3 separate regions of the Mus musculus genome follow, and regions 1 and 3 are each linked to region 2. Evidence: chromatin contacts called from public promoter capture Hi-C data. All regions are on one chromosome and are shown on one strand. Each heading gives the region's core, a stretch centred on a gene start, on an enhancer-like site or on the middle of the called end of the contact. The rest is flanking DNA. Distances are from core to core; before and after follow the strand shown. Region 1 holds the start of Slc25a43 (solute carrier family 25, member 43). Region 2 holds the start of Sowahd (sosondowah ankyrin repeat domain family member D). Region 3 overlaps Slc25a43 (solute carrier family 25, member 43).

Region 1 (4,169 bases), core at 1,261-3,760, 310 kb after region 2:
CCAAATGATGTAAATATATAAGATGGTTAAAAGGGGGGCTGGATAGATGGCTCAGTGGTTAAGAGCACTGACTGCTCTTCCAGAGGACCTGAGTTCAATTCCAAGCAACCACATGGTGGCTCACAACCATCTGTAATGGGATCTGATGCCCTCTTTAGGTGTGTCTGAAGCAGCAACAGTGAACTCACATAAAATAATAAATAAATCTCTCTCTCTCTTTTTAAAAAAGATGGTTAAAAGAAAAGCCATGCCATTAGAATCAGACTTTGCAAATCTGTTCCCTCCCCCTGCTCCTTCATACACATTCTCTTTTATCCAAGGGAAGATTTCCCTACCACTTTGTGGAGAAGAGAGGGAAATAGGGAAAATTGAATCATTAAAAGTCAAGACTGGCTGGGCATGGTGGCACACACCTTTAATCCCAGCAGTCGGGAGGCAGAGGCAGGTGGGTTTCAGAGTTCGAGGCCAGCCTGATCTACAGAGTGAGTTCCAGGACAGCCAGGACTATACAGAGAAACCCTGTCTCGAAAACCCAACCAATCAAAAAAAAAAAAAAAAAAAAAAAAAAAAAAAAAAGTCAAGACTGCAGGCCAGATGTTGCTGGGGGAAAACAGCAGAAGCCACACACAATGCTGACTGGGGAACACTATACAGGTAAGGATGGTTCCATTCAGAGCATCAATTGCCGGGCAAGCCTCCCAGCCCTGGTCTTTCAACTAAGCGCTTGACTCTCCCAAGGCTGGACTGTGTTTACTGGGATGGGAATATATGGTGGGAAATAAAGCACACTATGCTGGGCGTGGTGGCGCATGCCTTTAATCCCAGCACTGGGGAGGCAGAGGCAGGCAGGAGGATTTCTGAGTTCGAGGCCAGCCTGGTCTACAGAGTGAGTTCCAGGACAGCCAGGGCTACACAGAGAAACCCTGTCTCAACCCGCCCCCCCCCCCCAAAAAAAAAAAAGAAATAAAGCACATCACTAGCTGCTCCAAGGCCTGGGGTTTTACTTCCAGCCCTGGGAACAAAGTAAAAACAAAACAAAAAGTGTCTTGACCACCTCCTGCCTGTAGGCTGCATGTCTAATTCAGAGCTAAGGCCAGTCTTTAGAGCTGGCCCTGTGCCTAGCGAATGAGGAACTTACAGACCATCGTCCCCAATAGGGAAACAGACCCTCCCCTCAGAGCCGTCATCACTGACTTCCTTTTTTAGGCTTCCTTTCTAGCTCCCATGCAAACATCCTTGAGCTCTTTTTAAGGTCACTCCCTTGCATCTTTAGCTCTTATTCTCGCAGCAGTGGTTGATGTGGGAGAAGGTGAGAAACCGCCGCCGCAGGATGGCAGCTGGGAGTGGGGGAAACATTAGGCTGAGGAGACAAGTCCCTGCTGGAGAAAGGATGCTGCAGACCCTGTTGGATCCTAAAGCCAAGTTAGGCTGAGATTGGAGATGGGGATGGTGGACAGAACTCTTTTTGAGGCAAGAGACTGGTCCTTCTTCCTGTACTACCCACTTACTCCTTAGGACACTGGTCTCACTTTTTACACACCATCAAGAGTGTTCTCTCCTGCCGGGCGTGGTGGCGCACGCCTTTAATCCCAGCACTCCGGAGGCAGAGGCAGGCGGATTTCTGAGTTCGAGGCCAGCCTGGTCTACAGAGTGAGTTTCAGGATAGCCAGAGCTATACAGAGAAACCCTGTCTCAAGAAACAAACAAACAAACAAACAAAAAAAACAAACAAAAAAAAGAGAGCGTTCTCTCCTAAGCCAGAAAAGCAAACATTTTCAAGTTACTAGACGTTGGGAATGGATAGACCTTATCGCCATGGGAAGCCTTTTTGTTTCTTTACCCCCAGATATCATTTGCTAATTCTGCCTCCTCCCAGAAAGACTCAAGAGGTCACAAAACTGCAGTTCACAGGGCAAGAATCTCAAGAGCATGTGAAAAACTGCTACTGTACCCTAGGGGCCACACATATGGCCTTGTAGCCCCCTCCCAAGGCCAGCCTCCACCCCCACCCGACTCCCATCCGGTTTTACAGAGGAAGGGAAACTGAGACTTCTTAGGATTCATCAGGGTGGCAGCTTTGCCATTCCAGTCCGATCTCCCGACCCCTCCCACCGGGCTCTTACTTTCGGTAGGCGGCCAGCTGTACCATGCTGCAGGGGAAGAGGCGCAGGCAGGCCACGCCATTCCCTTTCCACAGGGCCCTTGGCCCCTCGGACAGCCACACCCGGCGTCCGGTGGCCCACAGCCCCAGGGAGTGGCTTTGCACCTTGCCGACTTGGGCCAGCACAGTGGCAAGCTCCAGGGGCGCGGTGAGGCTGAGGCTGAACGCCCCGGCCAGCCCCGCACACAGGAGCCGCTGGCTGCCGGTTAACCGGCCATCCCGTCTCCACGTAGCCATCCTGACCCAGGCCCGTGCCGGCCACCTCGTGGCTGGTGCCCTGGGCTCGCGGGGGCAGTTAGAGCAGTCCGGCCAGGCCCCGCCCGGCGTGGGGCGGACTTGGGAGATGAACTGGGGAAGTCAGGCTCACACCCGAGCAGCGCCTCAGGGATAGGGTGGGATCAAAGGCGACTCTCTCAGGTATCTGAGGCATGCTCAGTTAGTGTGTGTTTGCAATGCAATAGGCAAGACCGAGGCTTCCATTTCCTGTTCTTTCTGGGCCTAGCCAGCATCACGTTTTTCTTAGGTATTCCCTTAGGTACTTTGCTTCTTCTGGGTCCCTTTTCACATTCTATGTCATCCCCCTTCGCCTGTCTATCTTCTCTTCCATAGGCTTCTTTTATTTTAAATCCAGAGTGCAGAAAAGACAGACCTTGAATAACAACCTGCTGCTACCTAGTAGACAACTTGTTAGAGCCTCCTTTTCAGAGACTATAGGTGTGCTTAAGGCTTTGGAACCTTACCTGCCTTAGAATCCTTAGCTCTGCAGATGACATGTCATAGGAGGGTAGGGAAGTCGATTGCTCACTTTGTGTCCCAGTTGCTTCACCTGTACTATGAAGATGGTACTTTCGAGGATTAAATGAAAATTTAATAAATGAAAATTTAATTTATAAAGATGAAATGAATAGTGGCTGGAAGAAGTAACCAGTCTGTATGTGGTGCTTATGAGGGTATGACTAGCTGCTGCCGTAGAGAAGAGGAAACTAAGACACGGAGACACTTGCTCAAGCCTGAGTGTTCACTACCTCGCAGAATCGGGGTTCCTATGTAGGTCAATGTTAGACCTAATAAGGGCCACACCCAAGGATTGCATAGTGGCAGTAGTACATACATTCAGTGATTCTGTTAGGTAAGGGTTAGGACAATATAGGTAAAAAGGTGATAACTGTGGCTTTGCCAGAATCTAAGAAGGATTTAAAAATATTAACAACTTTCCAATTTTATTTCTGTTTTTTTTAAAGGGCTCAACAATGATAATTACAAGGAAAGAGACAGCTAGCAAACGCACTGTTAGCATAAGACATCCCAAATTTGCATCTTATTTTCTATATTGATTCTCATGTTGCTAATGGAACCTTTTCAAGCTAAGCACATCCATCCAATCTGGCACACACTAATTGTACATTTTCATGGGATACAATATGATATCAGAACACATGTCCCAGCAATTTCAGGTTCTTGGTGGCTCATCTCACTACTGAAAAAATGGGGGAGATGGCTCAGTAGGTAATGTGCTTGATAGGCAAGCAAGAGGACCTCTAGCATCCATGTAATAGTTGGGCACAGTGGTCCATGTCTTTCTGAAATAGTGAACTCCAGGTTTGGTAAGAGAACTTGCCTCAGAAATTAAGCTGGCAGTGTCAGAGGGATGGGGGAGAAGACTGGAAAGAGAAAATGACAGAATGAAACCAACTACTGTGCATGCTAATTTTAAATTTAGAATAAATAAGTAAAACCAATCCATTGAAAAAGAGTGGAGATAATGATCAAGGTAGACACTTGATCTTAACCTCTGGCCTCTGTATGTACAGGCATGTACAAGCTCGGTCTCCACCCTTCCCCTCTTTGCACACATATGCACCAAAATAAGTGAAGGGTTTATTTTATTTTGGCCAGAACTGAGCAGACAAAAATTCTGAATCCTCTCTGCTTTGCCCATGTTAGTGTTATGATTTATAAAAGGTGAAGCAACAGGCTGGAAATAATGCATATGTAAATTTAACACTGA
Region 2 (4,313 bases), core at 434-2,933:
AGAGCACTAGCTTCAAGGAATTGATTGCTACCCTCTTTCCTGCAAATGGAAGTAGGTCCCCTTTACCCCATGGTTAATGAGAAAAAAAAAGACACTCAAAGACAGCTTTGTTATGTGGGGTGAAAATCCCCTTTAATGTACTTAAGAACTCATTCATGATATATTAGACTCTATGAGACTGCTCAGGCCTGGCCAGTCTCAGGAGCAGGTTGCCAGAGGCTAACTCTACCAGCACATGGGGATATTTTAGCAGCAGACCCAGGCCGGCAGGTATTAGGCATTTGCTCTGCATCAATAGTTTACAGTCTTAATTTTTTTTTAATGTTTTCAATCTACCCGGAAAAGTCCACTAGAAGCTTAATTTAGCCCTCCTTCTCTTCCAAGGAGGATCACGAGCCCCGTTCCAAATGTCCCAAGTCCCACAGTATTGGAGCTGGGTACCAGGGCCAGCCTGGTTCTTTGGTCTCTTTCTCTATTGATGTGACAGTTAGCTAGCTACAGGAGACCTGGGACAGGACTAGGGCCCCAGATGTGGTCAGTGTACCCACTGCATCAGAGGAGCATCTGCTTGGGTGGGGTCAGGAACAACCTAAGAATGAGTTCTCTAGTCCATGTCATCTTCAACGATTCTGGGTGAAGGGGAACAGATAGCGCCGAAGGCAACGGCCTTGTCCTTCCTGGGTGCTTGATGCCTTCTTCTCTTTGACGGGCTGAGACGCCTCTTTGTAGTGTACTCCCGTGGACTTGATGCACGATGCACTTGGGGTGCGTTTCAGCCACCGAGAGGTGGTGGTAGTAGTGGTGGTAGTGCGGCTGCTGTTGTTGTTAGCGTTTTCGCGCTTCCTGTCGCGTTCAATCTCCCACTCTTCTGCCCCGGACAGCTCCCGGAGGTTCAGAGATGCATCGGGCCGCAGATAGTGACAAGGTCGATTGCCACTGTGATCTCGACGCGAGGGGTCAGCACCCAGGGCTCCCACCAGCACCTTGATGACCATATCATGGCCTTGCAGAGCCGCCAGGTGGAGTGGCGTGAGGCCACCGCTGCCAGGGGCGCTCACATCAAACGGCAGTCCCCGGCGCCTGGCAAAATCGTGCAATAGAATGAGTTCCTCGTGGCGCCCGTGCTTGGCCAGCCAGTGCAGGACGCTGTAGCCTGTGATAGGGTCCTCCCGCATCAGCAAGCTGGGCTCAGCCTCCAGCATCTCCAGCAGCACTTCAAAACGGCACTCGGCAGCCGCCAGAATCCACGCGTGCTCCCGCGGCTCAAGGCACACTCGGCTGCTGCCCTGTCCGCTGGAGCGGCGGGACCCAGGCACAGCGGGCTCCAAGTGCTCCTCCGACAGCCACCCGGCGGGAGCCGCCCCCTGCAGCCCCAGCAGCTCCCGCAACTCCCCACGCCGGCGCGCCCAGCTTGCCCCGCTCACGGTCAGGGCGCTGTGGAAGATTCGCTCCTGGGACAGGTTGGCACTGTCCCTGACGGCTTGTACTTTGTACCTGCCAAGGCAATGGTTGTCCTTGATCTGCGGGTCGCTGGGCGCCTCCGACTCGGCCGGCCTGTTCGAGGCTTTGGGCAGCGGGTTCCCGTCTTCTAGGGCCTGGGCCATGATCTTCCAGGTCCCGCCTGGGTGGCTCCGGGGTCTAGCGTTCGTTGGCCTTCCAAGGGCCCCACAGGGAGAGGAACTGGAGCTGGCGGTGGGGAAGGAAGCGTCTTGAGCAACTGGACTCCGAGGGAGGGAGCGAAGAAGGGGAGGAGAAGGACCGGTGGGAGGGAACAAGCCAGGAGAGGTTGCCTTTGTGGGCGGTGGGGGGCGTGGAGGGCTGGGCCGTCCAGTTGCGTCCCCTGCACCGGCCAGGCGTCTACATTCTGGGGACCAGTTCACCAGGAGCGCGGCGACCTCAGGACGCGACCCGCTCTACTCCAAGAGGCCAGGTGAGCAGTAGCCCGGCTTCCCGCACCTGACTGGCGAACTAGGGAGAGTGTGGGGCGGGGTACGTGCTGCTCTGGTCACTCCGGTTCTCAGCATCCCTGCAGCTGCTGGGGTGAAGAGGTCCCAGGTCGCCTCTTCGTCTGTGGATTGATCTGGGCTTCCCGTGACAGTCTTCAGGAGCGCGATCTTGGAGCATCAGGGGCGATCGCTCCCCCACCCTCTCTTCTTTCACCCTTTTCGCATCAGGAATCTTTTTGCACTTTGTCCCTATGCTCCTTCTCCCTAAGGCTTCAGGGAGGCAGCCTAGCCCCTCTGACTCAGGCTCGTCTATCCTGCTCTTTCTGTAACCTTGACCTTCTGCACAGCAGCAGCAGCAGCAGCAGACGCAGGAGCGCTGTCGGGGATTCCTGCTGAGAAACTTGAAACCAGGGATATGGTCAGAGAGGTATTCCCCAGAGCACAACCGCAGATCTCTGCCTGATTCTGCCTTCTTCCTTCATTACTTCTCTGGGTGGGTTTGAAAAAGCATCTGCAGGTGAGTCGGACCCAGCGCCGCAGACACACAGCTTCATTCATCTCTGATATTTCCTTAAGAAACTTGCTGATGTTAGTAAACGCATAGCTTCTAGTTTTTAGAAAAAGGTCCATAGTTTATCTTTTTATTCCAGCATTAGACTATTCTTAGTCTTTCCGTTTATCAACGGATGATTTTACTGTTTGCTTAATTTTTGTTTATATCTTTGAGACAGGCTGGCCGGGAACTACAGGTGAATCCCCCTGCCTCCGATCCCAAGAGACAACAGTTCTTATATTTTGGAAGCGGGGTCTTATGCGGCCAAGGCTGGCCTGGAACTCAATATGTAGCCAATAATGTTGGATTTCTGATCTTTCTCTGTCTTCCTCTCATGTGTTGGGAATGCAGAGGTGCCCATCCCTTGAGACAGTCGTTCTTACCCCCTCTCCTCACAGTGTTAAGGCACTCACTCTGCCTGCAAGCTAGAGGGAGCTACACCTTTTGAACCTGGGAGGGACACAGTCATGATTCAGGATGTGTTTAGAATATGATGTTGAGAGAAGTAGAGGCGGAAGCCAGAGTATTGAAGCAGTCCAGATCAGGATGGGTGGCGACTGAGGCCAAGCCAGCCCTCTCATCTGGGACTTACTGTGGCACCAGCCATGGACTGTGTCAGACGGTGACTTTTCCTCCTTGCTGTTCAAATATTTAGGGCCAGCTCTAAATATCTTGAGTGTTCTTTTGTGACAGTATATGAATTTTAACCTAATTTAAAAATATTTACTCTGTGCTAGACATTGCCAGATGCCTGATATGTGTTACTTCTTAGTTCTTCCCCCCATGGTCTTAGGGGCGAATAATGATTTCTACTTTCAGTTTGCAGAGAACTTAGACCACTTGCCCAAGGTCACCCAGCAGGAAGTAGCAGAGTAAGTGTGTGTGACACGGTAGCCTTTGTTCTGGCACAAAGAGACTGCCATTCAAGCCAGGTTTATCTGCTGCAAAGCACTCACACAAGCACCAAATTGCAGCCAAATGGCTGAGCCAGACCTAGGTGAAGCTTGCTCTTATCTCTCACTTGTCCTTCTCTGCCTAGGCCACCCTCTTTTCTCTCTTTTAAGTTAATTAGTTGATTTTCGGTGCTTTTTATATAACCCAGCTTGGCTTTGATCTCCTGATCCTCCTGCCTCCACCTTCCAAGTGGTGGAATTACATGCCTCTGTCACCATGCCTGGCTGTGTTTTGGTTTTGAGATAGGATTGTTTCACCTAGTTCCAGCTACCCTGTAACTCACTGTATAGTGCTGACTGACAGGTCTGGCACTCCCAGCAATCCCCCTGCCCCAGCCTCCCCTTTCCTTCACACTGTGTCTGGTAAAGTTCTTCAAGTTTTAAGATCAGCCTCAGCATCCATCTTATCCAACTAGCCTCCACTGCTCCAGCCCAGAATGGTCCTCTTCTTTCCCGAACCCTGTTTCTATGACCTCTTATATTTCCCTTCTTTCTCAGACAGGTCAATTGAACTCTGAACTGTTTGATGACTGTACCAAACTATCTTTGTGCGTACTCTGTATTTGCAGAAGAAATAAATAGCTGCTACTTTGCTCTAGTTTGGCAGCCGAGGAAAGTGTGATTTTTGTGTGTATGACTGTGTGAGTTTATGTTGGAAGGGTCCATGCCATCTTGTATTGTATTGCTTGCATCACACCAAATCTGCAGGACTTAGCAACTCATTGATTTGCTCAATTTGTAAAAAGAAAGAAAAACAGTGATTAAGTTGATTTTTCCTTGAGCCAAATGGCCAAAGCTACCCCTTTGCTACTGTGGACTACTTAAAGACCAGGCCATCACCCAGGCCCAGGCCCAAAGTGG
Region 3 (4,504 bases), core at 1,072-3,571, 290 kb after region 2:
CCCCATCGACAGTCTTTCCAGCGTGTCTGTATTTGTTTGCAGTCCTTTACTTGAGATCAGTTGTGGAATCTTCCATCATGTGGATGCTCCAAGTTTCTGACTTTAGAGTATTTTGGTTTTCAGAGTTCCAGAGTAGGGATGCTCAAAACTAAGCAAACGAAGACACTGGCATTGAGGAGACTATTTCTGCTTGGGAAAATAAGATAGCTGCTACCAGGAGGTAGTTTTGGCAGGGAAGGGACAGCAGAGCAATGATGTTGAGATAAAAAAGGGTAAAAGAGGAAAAAATGCTATGGAAGAAAATTGTCAAAGTGAGAGGACCCACGGTGAGGCTAACAGCACCCTTTAAAAGGAGTTACTCACCCACAACTTTTGGGAATACAACGACTGTGCCCATAGACATGGGAGTAGAAGAGGGAGTCAGTGAAAAACAGCATCCACCTTTTCAGAGAAGGTACCCTATAGTTAATTTAGTTTCTTCTTCCCCAGGACTCCCTCTCCAGTGGGCTAGAGTGCCTGCATTGTGGTTCTCAAAGGCTTAAATAGCTGCCTTTATGCATTATCTGAAAATGTGTGCCTTATGGGTGGGAAAAGCCAGCAAACAAAAGCAACAGATACTACTACCAACGTAAGTTCAGTTGAACCTTTACAGAGACAGAAGTGATGCTTAGGCAGAGAGAGGTAGCTGCAGGAACAAAGGCCTGTTGACCAGAATATAAAATACGTTTGGTCTTCAGGGCTTGGGGGAGGGGAACTTCTTCACTATTGCAACTGGATGCTTCAATTGAACAGAGGCCAAAAGAAGGCATGTTGTGCTTTGCCCAGACAGTACTTTTTATTTGCAGCCTTAAAAAAAAAAAAAAAGAAAGAAAGATTTCACATCACAATCTGGATGTAAATTTAGGGGCTCCCTTGAAAACTGGGCTTGCATTTCTAAATGGCAACCATCCTTCTGAGAGGAGACTCTTGCAGTTTAGCTGCAGCCTCCACCAGCTCACTTCACTCTTTTCTGCTACGCATATTTAAATGCTAATCACATTCTGTGAGCAGAGAGTTTAGTTCTCCAGAATGCTTTCAAAAGGCACGATGGCTTAGAATGCATTTAAAGGCTTATTGTTTGGGGCTGAGTGCCCGTTATCTGGGTCTCCCTAGCTCTCCTGTCCATGCTGTTTCTGAATTCTTACAGACATTTGATTCTGCAACTCCCTATACAAAGGGCTTCTATACAGCACGCACAGTGAAGTCGGTGAGGGAAACATGCCAAGCTAATGGGCCGGCCTTTATTCTCTAAAGGTGATAGAGGAGCCACAGTGACAGGGCAAAAGAACATTTGTTCTGCAAGAAACCCATGGACTGAAGTGAGCTCTGATCCGGGAGGCAAACCTGCATGCATGGCCTTTGTCCCAGTTCCGTTGCTCAAAGATGGGCTTGTAATCTACAGTGCCTCAGTTTTCTCATCTCAATAGGCAAGATGGCTCAACAGGTAAAAGTGCTTGCTGCCAAGACTTGACGATCTGAGTTTAAGCTCCAGAACCTGCCCTGCGTGGCGGACAGAGATCTCTGACTCCCGTAAGTTGTCTGACTTCTTTCTGTATGTGCACTGTGACACACACACACACACACACACACACACACACACACACACACACAGGCACTCACACGCAGATATAGTAACAACAGTGCTTACTTTGTGAATTGTTGTAAGGATTGGATGACATAATGAACATCCACTTGGCCCGGTGCCTACTATATCTTCCCACTCAGTACTAATAGTCACGTTTAGAATCACTCATAGAGAACAGTATGTGCTGCACTATGAGCTGATAAGGACTTTGACTGGGAGTCAGGGCAATAAAAAAAAAAAAAAGGACCCATGTAGGAGACTTATGAATGCAGAAGCAAATGAACTTTGGGTTGGTTGGATGAAGGGACGGCAGAGGCAAGCCTAACTTCTGGATGCTTAGCTTGGCTATCTAGGACACTGATGGCCCAGAAAGGGAAAAGTCTAGAAAGACAGTTTTAGGGGAACATGGGTAACTTTGATAGACAGTGGGTTGGAAGTGATCGTGAAGATGTGCTACTCAGCGGTCCAAATCAGCAGGCTGTGAGAACCATGAGCTCAGGACTGAGGAGGGAGGCGGGGGTGAAGACATAGGATGGAGCATTAGAAGCCCCGAGTGGGTTAATGAAGTGACTGTGTATCTGCAAAGCTTGCTCAAGGTGGTATCCATTGCGGTCCGAGTGGAGGCTATTTGAGCAGGCTGGGGCCTCTGTTTATTCACTGACCATGTGTGTTCTGCTCACTGAGCTGTGCCACTTGGATACCACCTTTGTCCTTCATTTTATGCACTTTCAGTTCAAATGCTGACTTGGCCTAATCCTGCTTACCCTGTGAGTTGTGGTGGGGGCAAAGTCCACTGGGGTATAAATCAACAGGACGGCACATGGGTTTGTATTTGGTGAAATGGAGATAACTAATAGGAGCAACAGAGTGGAGGGAGGGTTCGTGGACCTCCTTCCTGATTCTTTCATAAGGCCTACCAGACTCCAGGTCCCATGTTCGAAGCTGTTCCCCAGACTCCCAGCAAAGTGTTCCCAGCCTGCCTCTCCTTCTCTTTCACATACACCTGCCTATGGAACTATTATAGTTCCCCCCCCCCCCATAATTCTTTGGTTCTTAATAGGGCTTATAGATTAATCACATAAAATATTTGTTGTCAACATTTCTTCCATCTTATACTTTCTTGTATTAAATCCTTTCCTTTTCTTCACCCTCCCCACCCCTTTGAGACAGTAGCTCACTGTGTAGGTCTGACTGGCTTTGAACTTGCTATGTAGACAAGGTTACCTTCAAACTCACAAAAATCCACCTGCCTCTGCCTCCCTAAAGGTTATGCCACTATGCCCAGCCTATTGTTTCTTTAATACACTTAGTGCTGCCAGCATCTTCTGGCCCAGGGTCTTAGCCAGGTGGAGATGCAGATAGAAGGGCCAGGCTGTATCCAGAGGAGCTGGAGTTAAAATGTACAGACACGTGGAAAAGGAGATTTCAGGCAGGGTGGCATTAGGGTCCGTGAAAGCACACAAGGTAGAGGCATTTCATTCCACATACAACTGACCCTTCTCCCCGAGAAACATTCTCTCAAAACATGCGCATGCATAAATTATTTACCTCTCCATCCTCTAGCAGGGCCAAGCAAGCAAAAGAAAAGCAGGATAAAATGCATGTAAGCCTGGTGAAGGAAGGGCTCAGGTGGCTAAACAAGACTTCTGATTATTGTCATTAATGTTCAGAAGAGTTCCAACCTGCCGTGGTATTAGACAGACAGATTGTATGTCCGAATGTCTGGATAAAAGCCCATGAAGACAGGCACTCAGACAAAGGCGTCAGCCACTGTGGGTGCTGGGAAAAACTCCCTGTTCAGTTGGCTATCCACCAGACACCTGCTGTTGATTTGCTTCATGGTGGGCAGTGCCATGGAGAAAACCAATGGAATGCAAATGTTACCATTAACTGTGTTCAGGTCACAGCAGCTTGGTGCCCTTGTGACAAATGAAGTGCGGAAACCTGCCTGATCCAGTGGAAGTGTGTGGTTCTTATGGCTTTCTCTTCTTGATGAATATTGCATTATGTGCTTTACAGGAAAAAAAAAAACTTTAGGCGTTTCCTGTTGCTTCTGCCCCCTTATCTTCCTAACTGAAAGCGATTCTGAGCTGGGCCTGTGAGGTTAGTAACTCACTAAGTTGCTGGTTCATAGCTTTCCATGGCCAGAGACTATGTGTTTACTGCAGTGACACCTAGTGGACAGAGAAGGTAATGCCATGTTTGCATTTGAAGGCCTGTGGTTCTGTCCTGGGTGTTAATTTTAAAAATATGTATTATGGACAAATTGTTATATTTACTAACCCATGAAGAATAAAATTTTGGCTGCGTCATATTAGTTGGCTTACTATATCTTCAGATGACATTTATGATGTTAGTCATAATTAGATGCTAATCCTATTTTACAGTACATTTATTTTGTGTTTTTAAAAACAACCACTATGACTTTGCATTTATTTGAAAGCTGTTTTCTCTGTTTTTGTTTTCTTGAGGCTAATCTCAAACTGGCTATGTAGATGATGGTGACCTTGAAGTTGTGACCTTCTTGCCTCTGTCACTGAGATCACAGGCAAGTGACACCATACGCAGCCTTGACTGCAGCTTCTTGACACAGTATATATACATTAGCTAGAAGGTTCCCACACAAAGGGAAAATGAGTAGGACTGCACTCAAATTCTCACTCTCAGTGTTTCTTACCCTGGTTGGTGGCAGATTGCTATGGTAAGGTGATATTCTAGTGCAGAATGTAGTGTTGGCTAGAGTCTCCTAGAGAAAGCCATTGTTTTAGCAACCAGAAAAAGAAAGTAAAGCTGAAGATTTATGGAGAAGACCAAAATCTCTCAGCTTCACATCTAGATATCACAGAACAGCCTGAAACCCTCTCTGATGACTAGCCCCAC

What was found. Promoter capture Hi-C pulls out the DNA fragments that hold promoters and counts their contacts.
Region 1: a contact with region 2 is called in a promoter capture Hi-C map of liver, with 3 times the contacts expected there. The contact joins the promoter of Slc25a43 here to the promoter of Sowahd in region 2. A contact is called at or near these places in 5 of 39 promoter capture datasets (embryonic stem cells, hippocampal neurons, liver and 1 more), 2 of 484 Hi-C or Micro-C datasets (cerebellum and palatal mesenchyme) and 1 of 9 other capture datasets (embryonic stem cells).
Region 3: a contact with region 2 is called in a promoter capture Hi-C map of embryonic stem cells, with 4 times the contacts expected there. The contact joins the enhancer-like site here to the promoter of Sowahd in region 2. A contact is called at or near these places in 15 of 39 promoter capture datasets (the 3T3-L1 cell line, 3T3-L1-derived adipocytes, the C10 cell line and 11 more) and 5 of 484 Hi-C or Micro-C datasets (the G1E-ER4 cell line, cerebellum, cerebral cortex and 2 more).

What each region holds. Positions count from the first base shown.
Region 1 is chrX:36,741,973-36,746,141 of GRCm38.p6, reverse strand. Slc25a43 (solute carrier family 25, member 43) reads right to left here and starts at 2,510. Exons shown (of 5, transcript NM_001085497.2): 1 at 2,124-2,510. The coding sequence starts at 2,398.
Region 2 is chrX:37,046,215-37,050,527 of GRCm38.p6, reverse strand. It overlaps Sowahd (sosondowah ankyrin repeat domain family member D), which reads right to left and starts at 1,683. Exons shown (of 1, transcript NM_173779.4): 1 at 110-1,683. The coding sequence starts at 1,604. The coding sequence ends at 621.
Region 3 is chrX:36,760,363-36,764,866 of GRCm38.p6, reverse strand. All of the region lies in intron 3 of Slc25a43 (solute carrier family 25, member 43), which reads right to left. Among named protein-coding and RNA genes, the nearest start is that of Gm23613, 14 kb to the left of the region's middle. Within about 2 kb of position 2,321, at least 39 of the 459 cell types and tissues checked have an H3K27ac peak or open chromatin away from gene starts, as enhancers often do. A contact at or near this core is called in embryonic stem cells and liver, where this site is marked.